Regions from separate parts of the Mus musculus genome. Here region 1 is linked to region 2. The links are chromatin contacts, called in public Hi-C maps. All regions are on one chromosome and are shown on one strand. The core of a region is the stretch at or near the end of the contact, and the rest is flanking DNA. Distances in the headings are between cores, read along the strand shown. Region 1 overlaps Gm12223 (a long non-coding RNA gene). Region 2 holds the start of Pdlim4 (PDZ and LIM domain 4).

Evidence for each region. Hi-C and Micro-C count contacts between places; a contact is called where the count stands out from the background.
Region 1: a Hi-C map of CD4 T cells shows a contact between it and region 2, with 2.6 times the contacts expected there. The contact joins the enhancer-like site here to the promoter of Pdlim4 in region 2. A contact is called at or near these places in 8 of 484 Hi-C or Micro-C datasets (3T3-L1-derived adipocytes, CD4 T cells, the N1E-115 cell line and 3 more), 1 of 115 datasets of contacts at active chromatin or transcription factors (pancreatic cancer cells) and 1 of 9 other capture datasets (adipose tissue).

The regions. Positions count from the first base shown.
Region 1 is chr11:54,147,862-54,154,426 of GRCm38.p6, forward strand. Gm12223 (a long non-coding RNA gene) reads left to right here. Exons shown (of 9, transcript XR_003949549.1): 2 at 5,311-5,409; 3 at 6,499-6,565. It also overlaps the pseudogene Gm18323. Among named protein-coding and RNA genes, the nearest start is that of Gm12223, 9.3 kb to the left of the region's middle. Within about 2 kb of position 2,115, at least 76 of the 459 cell types and tissues checked have an H3K27ac peak or open chromatin away from gene starts, as enhancers often do. A contact at or near this core is called in the N1E-115 cell line, adipose tissue, muscle stem cells and 1 more, where this site is marked.
Region 2 is chr11:54,064,577-54,070,329 of GRCm38.p6, forward strand. It overlaps Pdlim4 (PDZ and LIM domain 4), which reads right to left and starts at 4,441. Exons shown (of 7, transcript NM_019417.3): 1 at 4,264-4,441. The coding sequence starts at 4,356.

The DNA of each region.
Region 1 (6,565 bases), core at 865-3,364, 81 kb after region 2:
TGCTGTCACAGTGATGCAAAAATAAATAGATAGATAGATTGATAGATAGATAGATAGATAGATAGATAGATAGATAGATAGATGATAGATAACGCAGCCAGTAAGGCATGTTCTGAGGTTGACTCCCTGTCTCCTGGGTAATAGCTCTCTAGCTCTTTTGTACTTGGGCTAATATGGTACCTAAGATTTGCTTTTGTAAGGACGCCATGGAAGACAGTTTAACTACCAACCTTAGCATTCATAATCCATCTGTCTTCTGTGTCTTCTTCCATCTCTCTGACTACAATTTCCACATACTTTCCTTTGGGTCACTTTCCCTTAGTTATTGCTCAGGTTCTATTTTCAAGCGTCCTTAGCACATACTGATTATACAGAATAGCTGGTCTCATTATGGCATTCTACTTCCTGTCTATAATGGATCTTGATTGTGTTTCTCTCTATGACCTTTGTCCTCTATGTTCCTCCTACTCCTGCTCATCACCTCCCTCTTCCCAACTGGCCTGCACTGTGATATCTTGATGACTACTTGACAGTGGAAATGAGTCTCTGGGCTGGTCTGTGAGGGCTTAGTTAAGGATAGTGGCAGTTGAAGTGGGGAGGTAGGAAGGCCTACCAAGAATGTGGGCAGTGCCCTTGCATGGGCTGGGACCCTGACTGAATGAAAGGGAGGGAGACTGAGAAGGAGAGAGAGAGAGAGAGAGAGAGAGAGAGAGAGAGAGAGCTGAGTAAAAGCATTAATATCCCTCTATGTCCTGATTACACATGCAATGTGACCAACTGCTTCCTGTTCCTGCTTATAAGCTGTGGTGGTTTGGATGACAATGAACCCCATAGACCAGCATGTTGGAATCCTTGGTCCCAGGTTGGCAGAACTGCTTGGGAAGGATTAGGAGGCGTGGCCTTGGTGGAGGAGGTGTGTCGCTGAGGGCAGGCTTTGCCATTCCCTTGTCTTTCTTTCTGCTTCTTGCTGTGGGTCAAGATGGGAACCCTCAGGTGCTCCTGCTACTGTGCCTTTCCTCTGCCACCATGGATTCTAACCCTCTGGAAACTATAATCTCAATTAAATGTTTTCTTTTATGAGCTGCCTTGGTTGCGATGTTTTGTCATAGCAATAGAAAAGTAATGAAGTCACAAGCTTTCCTCACAATGATGAACTATACATTTGAACTATGAGCTCAAATAAACTTTTTCTTCCTCAAGTTCTTCCTGCCAAGTATTATTGTGTGTCAATTATTTTTACAGGGAAGGTAACTAAGGAACTAATACACTCATCTGCTTTCACGTATACTTGTTGTTGTTTGTGAACCAATGAACGTGATTACACAGACACAGGTGAGGCATCTGCAGAATTATGGGCAACTTACCAGTGTCTACAGCACTATAGAAAATGTCTCTTTTCCAGCAACAGGTAACTGCCTATAACTCCTCAGGGAAGAGTGGGACCCCACAAGCCCCTCCCGATGCCAGGGCAGGTTGTTCCTAGGCTCAAGTTTGTGTAAGATTTGTGCTGATAATCCATAGCTCCTGAGAACTTGAGAGCTTGATAGTCATCTCACGGCCTTAAAACAGTGCTCCATATCCCAACCCTTTCCCACCACTCTCACTCTTATATTCTTTCCCATCTTTTTCTGTGATACTCCCCGAGCCTTGGAGTGTGTGATATAGACGAGGCTTCCAGGCAGGTAGGATTAGGGTCTTAAAGCCACACCCATAGTGACACATCTACTCCAACAAGGCCATACCTTCTAACAGTGACACGCCCAGGGCTGAGCATATATAAACCATCACAGTTACTATCCTAATGGTCATGCCACATGCCACTGTTGTATTGGTGGGCGTGTCTTGCTTGTTATGTTGGTAGGGTAGTGTAGGATGCAGAGTCCATAGCTGAAGAGAGTAGAGAAAGCAGCCAGAAGGGCATATGGGGCCATGGAGGCAGGACAACAGCTTTAGGGATTTGCTCTGTAAGTCGCAGGGCTCTCTTCTCCTTGCTTTGTGAGAAAGACAGGAGAGGGTTAAGGAAGTGGAAGGAAGCAGCTCCTTTTTGAGACCATTGCATCATCCAAGGAGAGGTTACAGTAGCAGATGAACCAGCTGTGGTGGAAGTACTGAGAACTGATTGGGCCTGGCCTATATTTGGAAGATAAAGATGACAGGATATGGTAGCGTGTTGCATGTGTGCTATGAAAGGAAAAAAAGAGAAGTCAGAGATGAGTCAACTGCCTTTTGTTTCAGTGGCCTCAATAGTGTGTTAATTACTGAGGCAAGGGTCAGGTTTTACAAAGTGTATGTTCTAAAAGCCAGGTATGCCAAGCTTAGGAGATAGCAGGCTTTAAAAGCTCAGAGCCAGGCTGAAGTTGTAGCCTGGAAGGAGAGTGCACCCCTAGCATGCGCATGTGCAGGGCCCAGCAGGGGAGGAAGTCAACCCCCCCCCTCTGTTCCAGTTCCTAGTCTAGTCCATGTTACTGTGGGGTGAGGGGACAGCTGTCCTGAGAATTTTGTTATGTTATGTAAACATGGTTTTGTTTTAATCCCAGGTGTGGGCTATGGGGTTGCTTCAAATTGTCTATAGCAGCAGAGTCTTTGCTTCCTGGGCACTCTGGGAGGGTGTGATCATTGCCAGCTGCAGATACTTTAGTTCTGGGGACTCTGGAGAGGGAATAAATGCCAGAGCCTGGAGAGAGAAAGAAGGCAGCTGTCTTCTCTTCAGCAGGTCTGAAGATCGCTCCTCTTAGCTGTGTTACTTGAGACAGAGCTGGTATCCACCAAGTCCAGGAGTGTTCTGCTACCTACTCCTGACTTCGACATTCTGTGGTGGCATTTCTGAGCACACTCCATCTTTTCATGAGCGTCATCACCTGCTTGAAAGATGCAGGTGCTCTCCAGGGAAGATTTGCTTCCGTCATCGGGTTTTGACGAGAAGAAATACTCAAAGGTTCAGAATTCTCGCACTTACTCTTTTCCTGTTGGGAGGTAGCCTTTCCCTAAGCTCATTTCAAACTTTGCCTGCAGGGTGTGCCCAGAGGGTAGAGACAAGCCTGAAAGGGCACAGAAAAGCTTTCCAGTGTAAGAAAAGTGCATGTCAGTAGTGTGTGACCATGTGAAATGAGTGTGTTATTTATTTATTGTGTGCATGTGTGTGCATGTGTGTATGCATGTGTGTGTATACATGTGTGTGTATGTGTGTGTGTGTATGAGCATGAGTAAGTGGGTGTATATATGAAAGTGGGTGCTTGTAGCCATGGAGATGAGAGGACACCCTGCCTCTGCCAGTTTCTCCTACTACCGTGTGGCCTCCAGGAATCAAAGCAGGCTACTGAGCTTATCTGCAGGCACCCTTACCTGCAGGTCCTTTATCACTGTTAACTGATTTGACATTGTGTTTCTACTACTGCAACTTTCATCACTGAGACTCAACCCACAGAGACGGAAATTACACTGACGTAGCTCTAGCTCTGTTGTTCTTGCCACACAGGGTGTAAATACCAGAGTTCAGAAGTATCTGCTTTGGTGCTTAAGCTGAGGTCGCTATGTCCCAGTGATTGACACATGATCTTCACAGCTTGCTTGGCTCTCACGCTTGACTGTAAGGTCTGGACGGGTTACTAAACTCGTGGGGTTCAGCTCCCTGCTTTATTACATTGTGATAAGTTTCCTCATCTCCCTGGACTTGTTCTAAGTACTAAATGAATTTATGCATATTTACAACAGGGTAACTTCTCAATAAACGCAGCTACTATCATTATTCAAAATGTAGAGAGCAGACTGGCGAGAAGGCTCAGAGGTTAAAAGCATTTGTCTGCTCTTCCAAAGGACATGGGTTCAATTCCTAGCAACCACATGGCAGCTCACCACTGTCTGTAAATCCAGCTCTGGGGGATCTGATACCCTAATACGGACCATAAATGCAGGCAAAACACAAACACACACATAAAATAAAAAATAAACAGTTTAAAAATAATGTAGAGAGCTGGGCAGTGGTGGCGCATGGCTTTAATCCCGGCATTTGGGAGGCAGAGGCAGGCGGATTTCTGAGTTTGAGGCCAGCCTGGTCTACAGAGTGAGTTCCAGGACAGCCAGGGCTACACAGAGAAACCCTGTCTCGAAAGAAAAAAAAAATGTAGAGAGCAAGAAGGACACCAAGGGCAATATTTGGGGAATATGGGAATTCTGAGAACAAAGATGCTTTACATTGATGAGACGGTGAGTAGTTAGTTACAGTGGACAGGGGGCTGTGCGCCACACATGCCTCGTCTATTTTAATCCTCATTACACTAACATTACACAGTAAGAAATAGAACTAAGGAAGCTGAGTTAATCTGCCCAAGATATTTCAGCTTGTAAATGGAAAATCTCTTACTCTAGAGCTACCACAAAATACCACACACAAAAAAATACAAACTTGTGTTTCATCTTTGAAGTGGGTTTTGATGAATATCACAGATGCAAATGGAACCAGAGCCTAAAGGATCACTCTATCTGATGCATTATCCTATCAATGAAGAACCTCACTCTACCTGATGATGCATTATCCTATCGATGAAGAACCTTTTCCTGTGCATGGTACGCGGCAGCTTCTGGCAGACTCCTGTGAGCTTATGAACAGCTTTTAAAATAATATGCTGCCCACAGAGAAAGTCTTCCTCAGGGGCAGTCACTGGTGTTCATTTATGTAGAATCTAAAGTCACTCCGGCACAAAGTGCCAACTGTAATTTTGGACCAAATAGAGACATCAAAGTCATTTGTTAAATCCAAGTTTATTTTTTGACTGTTCTAGTTTGTTTCCTTGAAAATCTTTTCCAGTTTTCAAAAGATTAAAATGTTTATGTGTGTGTGTGTGTTTGTGTGTATATCTAAGAGTGCATCAGATCCCCTGGAGCTAGAGTCGCAGGTGGTTGTGAGATGCTAGATATGGGTGATGGGATCCAAACCTAGGGCCTGGAAGAGCAGCAAGCACTCTTAACTGCTGAGCCACCTCTCCAGCCCCATCTCTTCTGTTCTTGATCGTCGCTGTGGGGACCAAAGGCTCTAGGTAGGAGATTTGATCTGTCTTTGATATCACCTCTGTGCTAAGTCTGTTTGCTTTATCTTCAAACCAAACTATTTATAACAACATGCTTAAGTTCTGGTTACATCCTAGTGAGATGCTTTTTTGTGGTCTGGTTTCTTGTGGAGCCTTTCGCTCCTTTAAGCATCTACAGTGTCTATTAGTTATTTAGTTTCTGTTGCATGTGTGTGCATTTGTTCCCTCACATTGGTCACTTAAAACAGCTGCAGCAGACTAATGAGTGTCCCTAAATGCCTTTCAGATGACGACCTCTGAAATCATGAACCTCACAGTACCATGGTGTTGATGGCTTGCTTCAGACTCCTGGGCTGCACATGGCCTGAAGTTTTCACATCTGCTGGTACTGGCCAGGCTGGGTAGTATTTTCTACAAATGATTTTTAGCTCCCGTTCTGGTTAATTTTAACTGTTGGCTTGACACAACTTGGAATCATTTGTGAAGAGAGTCTTAAGTGCGCGCACGCACGCACACACATACATACACACACACACACACACACACACACACACACACACACATTGAAACCCCAAATGAAAGATACCTTTAAGGAATAAAATTTCATAAAGCCATCTCAGCTGTATTTACACCAACATGGCATATGTCCATTTTACTAATTTCTAACAAGGAGTAGCAGTTATCTTTAAATAGTTACAAGAAACTATACTACTCGTTTTAGTTCTAGAAAGAATGAAACCCTTTTCATTATGCAAATTAAATTACAAGATACACTTGTAATCTTTAACCATTAATGTCTATGTAACAGGCTCCCTTAAACAATGGTTGACTTCAGCAGGACAAATAGGGCTCTTCTGGTATTCTAAAAAAAAAACCAGTGTGCTTATCTGAAAGTCAGAGGTTCAGCTAAAATCCAACCTAAATGTAGTATCCAATAGAAATGCAAAAGGTTTTACATAGAGAGAAAACCCTTAAGAGTTCCTTAAGCAGCAAGAGAGCCTTCACAATACAGCTTTAATATGGGTACCACTGTCTTTGTTGTTGTTGTTCCCTGGCTCCTGAAGTTTGACATTGAAGTCCTCTGCAATTGCTCGTTGTTACAGTAGGTATCTCTGCTGTGGCCCCTTCTGTCTCAAAAGGAATAATATGTAGAATTCACAAGGCAAAAGCTCAAAGACCCTTGGTCACTGCTTTCTCTACAATGATTGCTGGGTTCTCCCAATAGTTAAGAATGGTATCAAAGCTGGCCCTGGCTGTATGGTCCTTCAGCATCAGGTATTGAGTATGAAAGGCACCAAAGTGACTTTCTGGTTCCCAGTGGGCATGAAAATGTCAGCATGTGGAAGGTACAACATGCTGTGAAAGAGATGGACAACTGATGGTAAGTAAGTGCCTTTGGTGTTGTCACCATGAGAGAGGTGAGGAGCATTCTCCATAGGACCCAAGACAAAGGCGTCATTCCTGCATTTTCCAGGTGTCCCAGACCATATGTGGAAGAGCAAGGATGACTGCTGCCACGTGCTGCCACCAAAGCATCAGAG
Region 2 (5,753 bases), core at 3,191-5,690:
TCAACAGACTCAAGCACTTTGGGTCATCTGATGAAGGTCATGTGATGAGGGTAGGGACAGGCTCAGCGCTATCTAAATAAGAACTTGGGGACAAATAGAGAACAGACAAGGAGTCACCATTCTTACCCAGTATCAGCAGCCAGCGCCTCTCTGTGGCTTAAGAATTGCTAATGACCTTGTTCTTATCAGTGTGGCTGTGGCTGGTGGTGGGAGTTCCTGGCAACTCAGCCAGGCTCAGCTCAGCCAGTTTCCAATAGAGAGTGGACAAAGCCAGGTGCTGGCAGATCCTTGGCTAGAAGCATGATGTGGGCACTGCCCAAGCTACATTGCCCTAAAATAGGCTGCCTCAAGAAATATTATTTTCCCCCACCCCCAACATGTGGTATTCATATATGTAAATATGAGTGTGTGTGTGTGTGTGTGTGTGTGTGTGTAGAAGCCAAAGTTGGCATCCACTGTCTTGCTCTGTCTTTATAGAGACAGTTTTTTTGTTGTTGGTGGTAGTGGGTTGTTTGTTTGTTTGTTTGTCTGTTTTGAGACGGGGTTTCTCTGTGTAGCCCTGGCTGTCTTAGAACTTGCTCTGTAGACCAGGCGGGCCTTGAACTCAGAGATCTGCATGTCTCTGCCTCCCGAGTGCTGGGATTAAAGGCGTGGTCCACCCACTACCTGCACTCTTGCCGAACCTGGAGTGCACCACTTTTGGCTAGACTCTCTGGCCAGTGAGCTTCTGGAATCTCTCTGTCTGTCACCACCTACCCCAGTGCTGAGGTTACAGGCATGCTTTTGCGTGAGTCCTGGGGATTCAAACTCAGAGCCTTATGCAATCATTTTGCCCACGGAGCCATCTCCCCAGCCCTGCACCTGGCTTTTTAATGTGGGGGCTGGAGATTAAACGCAGTCAGGTCTGTGTGTTTACACGACAAACTCTTTACTGACTGAGTTATCTCCTCATCTCCCTCAAGCAAAGTTCTCTTCTAAAGCATGATCCCTTAGCCAACAAGTCCACCCTAAATATTCACTCGCTGGGCTTGGGCACTAGGCACTTGCACAAGCCTGTCCTCTTGGGGCAGGTGCCCACTTGGCACCATCCAATCCCATTCTCCTGTCAAGCTTTTGCTCAGAGCTCTCTGTTCTTTATAGATACCTGATCTCTGCCAGCACTTTACCGTATCTGGCACAGGACAACCTCTCAGTCACCAGATGAGGCTAAAGCTGTTCTCATGTCTACCTACAGATGAATAAAGAGGGGGCTGGAGCCGGGACATTTTGGCCCAGTCCCCCCACTGGACAAGAGTCTTCTTCCTTAGGGCTAGCTTGCTACAAGATGACTCAGCCAGCACAAGAGGTGCATTCAGGTCCCTGTAGGTGGAGGAAGTTCCTGGAAGCAGAGGTGTCTGGGATGTGGCCAGCTCCATTGAGCTTGGGGAGTTCTGGTCAAAGAGGGCTCGAAGCCAGGAAACCGTGACTCCCAGCCGCCCTCTCTAAGCATTGTCTCCTGAGTTCTCAAGGCAAGCCCATTTCCTAGACTAGGCAACCGAGGTGCAAAGAAGACAAAGACATGTTTAGTTAATAAATGGCTGAGTCTGAATTCTAACCTAGGTCAGGTGGGTCCAAAGCAAAACTTATAGTGTTAACCACTGTGCTTTTTTTTTTTTTGCAAAAGGAAGAGTGTATCGCAGGTGAAGGGGTAACATTCCAGGTAGAAACCCAGCATTACAATGGCTTATCTAGGCAAGAAAGCAGGAGACTTGTGTGGCTTATAGCATCCTTAGTGAAGGGATTGTGGGAGTGATCAAGGCAGAAAAGTTGCAGGGACTAGCTTTTGCAGGGTCTGCGGTCCCTGGGGTGAGAGATGCTGGCATTTCTCATGGGGTTGGGAACCATGGAATGTTCTAAACAAGGGCATCCTTGGATGGAGTGGAACTTGGTCAACTGTCTCGCTGTGCAGTACAAGATAACCAGACAGACAGAAGAAAAAGGGGGAGGGGAGCAATGAGGTCAGATGGGAATCTGGGGTATGAATCAGTCTCTCACCTGCTGCATTCCAGCCCCGACTGTGCCCACTGCAGACGCCTGTGGTGCGTGGGAGCCACAGAGGGTCATATCACTTCATAAACAGTTACAGCAACCTCCAAACAGACCCAGATTTCTGCTCACAGCCCCTTGCTCTGTGTTCTTTAACTTCTCTGTGCCTCAGCCTCTCAATCTACCATATGAGGCCAGGAGTCTAAGGATTGTTTTGGGGACTTCCAGTGACAGTCGTGGCATATGACATCTCTACCAGAGGCTAGGCATGCATCAACACTCTTTCCAAGGACTGGCTGCAGGGGAGGTGCTGCTTCCAACACCCGATAGGGTGGGGCCTGGCACATTGTGATGCTTGAAGACCAGTAGTCATTACAGTTTGTCTATAAGGAAGAAGCCCTGCACATTATTCTTGGGGTTCCTAGACACTTCCTGGGCCAAGACTGTAAGCTCCCAGCCCAGCTTAACAATCAGCCACCCACTGTCTGCATGAGGCTGTCCGTTTCTACTGGACTCTGGGTAAGGGAGACTCTGGAAACATAGGAGGGGCTCTGAGAGAACACAGAAAGGATCTACAAGCCCTTTCGTGAGGGCACCCCCACCTATATCACCAACCCCTGTACTCTTGCCCCTGAGGTACCTGCTAGGCAAGTTGTGGCCTGTACCTCCCCAGCTCTGTAAATCTCCCAAATCCCACCCTAACCCAGGCTCAGTTACCCTGGCTCCGTATGTCTGAGCTCCTGCCACATGACTCTGGAGGAAAAAGGGGATTCCTCTCTCCCAAATGGTCCATCAGGGGCCTGCATCTCCTCCCACCAAGTCCCCATCAGTGCCAAACAAGGCCTGGGCAGCCTCTGCTGACGACTGAAGGCCTTTCCCTGTTGGACAGGCAGCCGCGTGGGCAACAGATGTCTTAGCTCTCAGCCGCCTCCAGCAGTCAGCCACGGCCACTGAGCCTGTCAGCGGCCTCACACCCAGGGTGCCTGGCCTGCCGGCTGGCCTAACACCCTCACCGTTCTTTCTTTGTAGATACACAGACCCACCAGGCAGACATAGATGCTCTGCCCCCCCCCCCCCACTTCCCACCCCCAGCGGGGATCTCTAGGGAGAACAAGGAGATGAAAGTCACAGGGATGTGCTGAAGGCATACCTCACTTGGCCCCAGGGACCTAGTGGTAAAGACAGATGTTGGAAGCCTCCTAGGACAGCTGGTCCTGCCTGTCACCCAGGCCCCCATATAGAGGATTCCACAATTCCACACCCACCCAGTGACTACCTCTTCCCAAGAACTGAAAAAGAAATCTCGAAAGCTTAGCCCAGCCTTCAGGGCCAGAAGAAGCAGCAAAGTGGTTCTCCAGTCCCCCGACACACTTCCCCAAAGACTCAAGCAGCCTCTGTGGGGTGAAGGGATGTCCACATCTGTCCCCTCCTTCTGGACCCAGAGCCACTAAGGGCAGAGCCTGGGTTCTCTTCTCTTTTGGCTCCAAGGCTGGGGAATCCCTGCCTCAGGCCGGAGCTCCTCCCTGCTCTATCTTCAGACCAACTCCCTCTCCAGGGCTGTGCCCCCTCCTCTTTGCCTCTGCCTTAGATCTAGGAGCAGGGTATGATCCTGGGACCCGTGGGGAACTGGGCTGAGGCTGTCCTGGTCCATGGCTTTGTGTTGGTTTGTAAGGAGGGGGAACCATGCCTCATTGTCTCCCCCTTGCCTGGAAGCTAACAGTCCCTCTTGGTCACTTCCCCCAGAGTGACTGAGGCCAGAGAGGAGAAACTGAAGTTCAGAGTGGGGAAGTGGGTGGACTTCCGAGGACAGCAAGACCCTCCTAAGGCCACCCGGACCTTTAACAGGGGAAGTGGGTTTTCAGTTACTTTGCCCCAAAACTTCAGGCAGGGTTGGATCTGAGGAGTTTCTGGGCCTCTGTAGAGCTGTCCAGACTCCTGGCCCATGTCTGAGGGTTCTTCCCTGGCCCACAGCAACTTCCCCTAAAGAAACTTAGCAGCGGGAAGTTGGTGTATGAACTCTTGGGGATTCTCACCACCAAACGGGGCAGGCAGGCTGTGCGGGAAGCGGGGTGGGACTGTGTTGCCCTGCTGGAACCCCCCTTCACATTATGTGGGTCACCAAGACCAACACTCTGCTTTCAAGCTTTCGACACGTCGAGGATCTGGGTCCTGGGTCTACTACAAGGACAAGGTCTAAGCCCCGGGACTACCCCGCTGCCCCGCGGGGGTCGGACTCACCCGCGAGATGGTGAGGGGAGCACTGAAGTCCCGGCCGCCCACCAGGCGGAAGCCCCAGGGTGAAGGGCCGCGCAGGGTCACCGAGTGGGTCATCGCGGGCCGGAGCTGCAGCCAGAGCTGGAGCCGGACACGGAGGAGTCGCCGCCGCTGTTGCCGCCGCCTGGCCGCCGCGCCCCGCCCCCGGGCTGCCCGCCCCCGATCCCCCCTCCGTTCGTGCCCGCGCCCCGCGCGCACACCGATTGGTCCCGCGGACTCCCGACCCTCCCACTTTGGGGGCTCCGAGGACCCGCCCCTCACTTTCCCAGGCTAAACCCCGCACCCCCCACCCGCTTATTGAAGCCCCCAGAATAGGGTCCGCTTGGATGTCTGAGTTCTGCCTGGCTGAGGAGCCGAGCAGGCTGTGGAAACTCAGACACTAGGCACCGGCCCTTTGAAGTCGCTTTTACGGGCCGGTGCTCTAGCCCGGGGAGGGATGCAGGACTGCGGTGGCTCTGATGGGGGATGGGGCCGTGCCTTGTTCCCAAACCACTTCCACGTTCTGGCGGGCCAACCTGCCTCCCCACCTTTCAGCGCATGGAACCCTCTGAACACCGGCACACTTAGAACCTTGGGCTTGAGAAGCCCTGGACTAGGGACACAGACCCAAGACAGCAGCAGGCCATGGATCTATTTGGTGGGCTACGGGGGGCGTGGGTGCAGTAGAAATAGAAAGGTGCCCAAACTAGTTTGCAAAGGCAAAGCTGATCTCCTAGAGGAGTTGACCTTTTTCTGGCATCTAGAAGCAAGGCGCATGTTTTTTTTTTCCAGGTACCCCACCCCCCACCCTCGGCTTCTTGGGCCTTGTCTTGTTTCCATCTCCCTTCAGGTCATCTTGTCTGCCAGGGGTGTTGTATCTCTTAGCTTTCTGGAAAGGAGAGCAGGCTGGAGCAGTGCCTGTCTCCCAGTGGAGGAGCAGAAGTATTTGGAGCTCGCCCCCACCCCACTCTCCAGGGCTCCTCTCTTCCCCAAGTCTTCACTTCCAACCACTGTGTGCCCGGATGTCCTTTAACAGCTTCTGGAGGTACAATGGTTTGGCCAGACTACTCTCTGGGTACCTCAGTCTGACCACATCAGCCATCAATTGCTTCTCCATACCCAGAGGAGGCAAGATCCTAGTTAGTCAATATTCTTGGCAACCCTGTGTTCTCTCTTACCCTGTTGTGACATGTGACACGTGAGTGACTCGGACTGTGTGTGTGTGATGCTGATGCTCACAGGGTAAGAGATGAGAGGGACCACTGAATCTCCTACATCTGGAAAAGAGAAGAACTGTCAGAGAGCTACAATGTAGGGGTGTCTGTCCTGATGTCTTCCTGGTGACAAAGAGTAGGACAACTTGAGAGGTACCAAGTAGGAGATCCCAGGCCGCTTGAGAGGTACCAAGTAGGAGGTCCCAGGCCGGGATGTCCTCCTGGTAGGGAGGGTGCTGCTATCCCCTCAGGTGGGAGAGG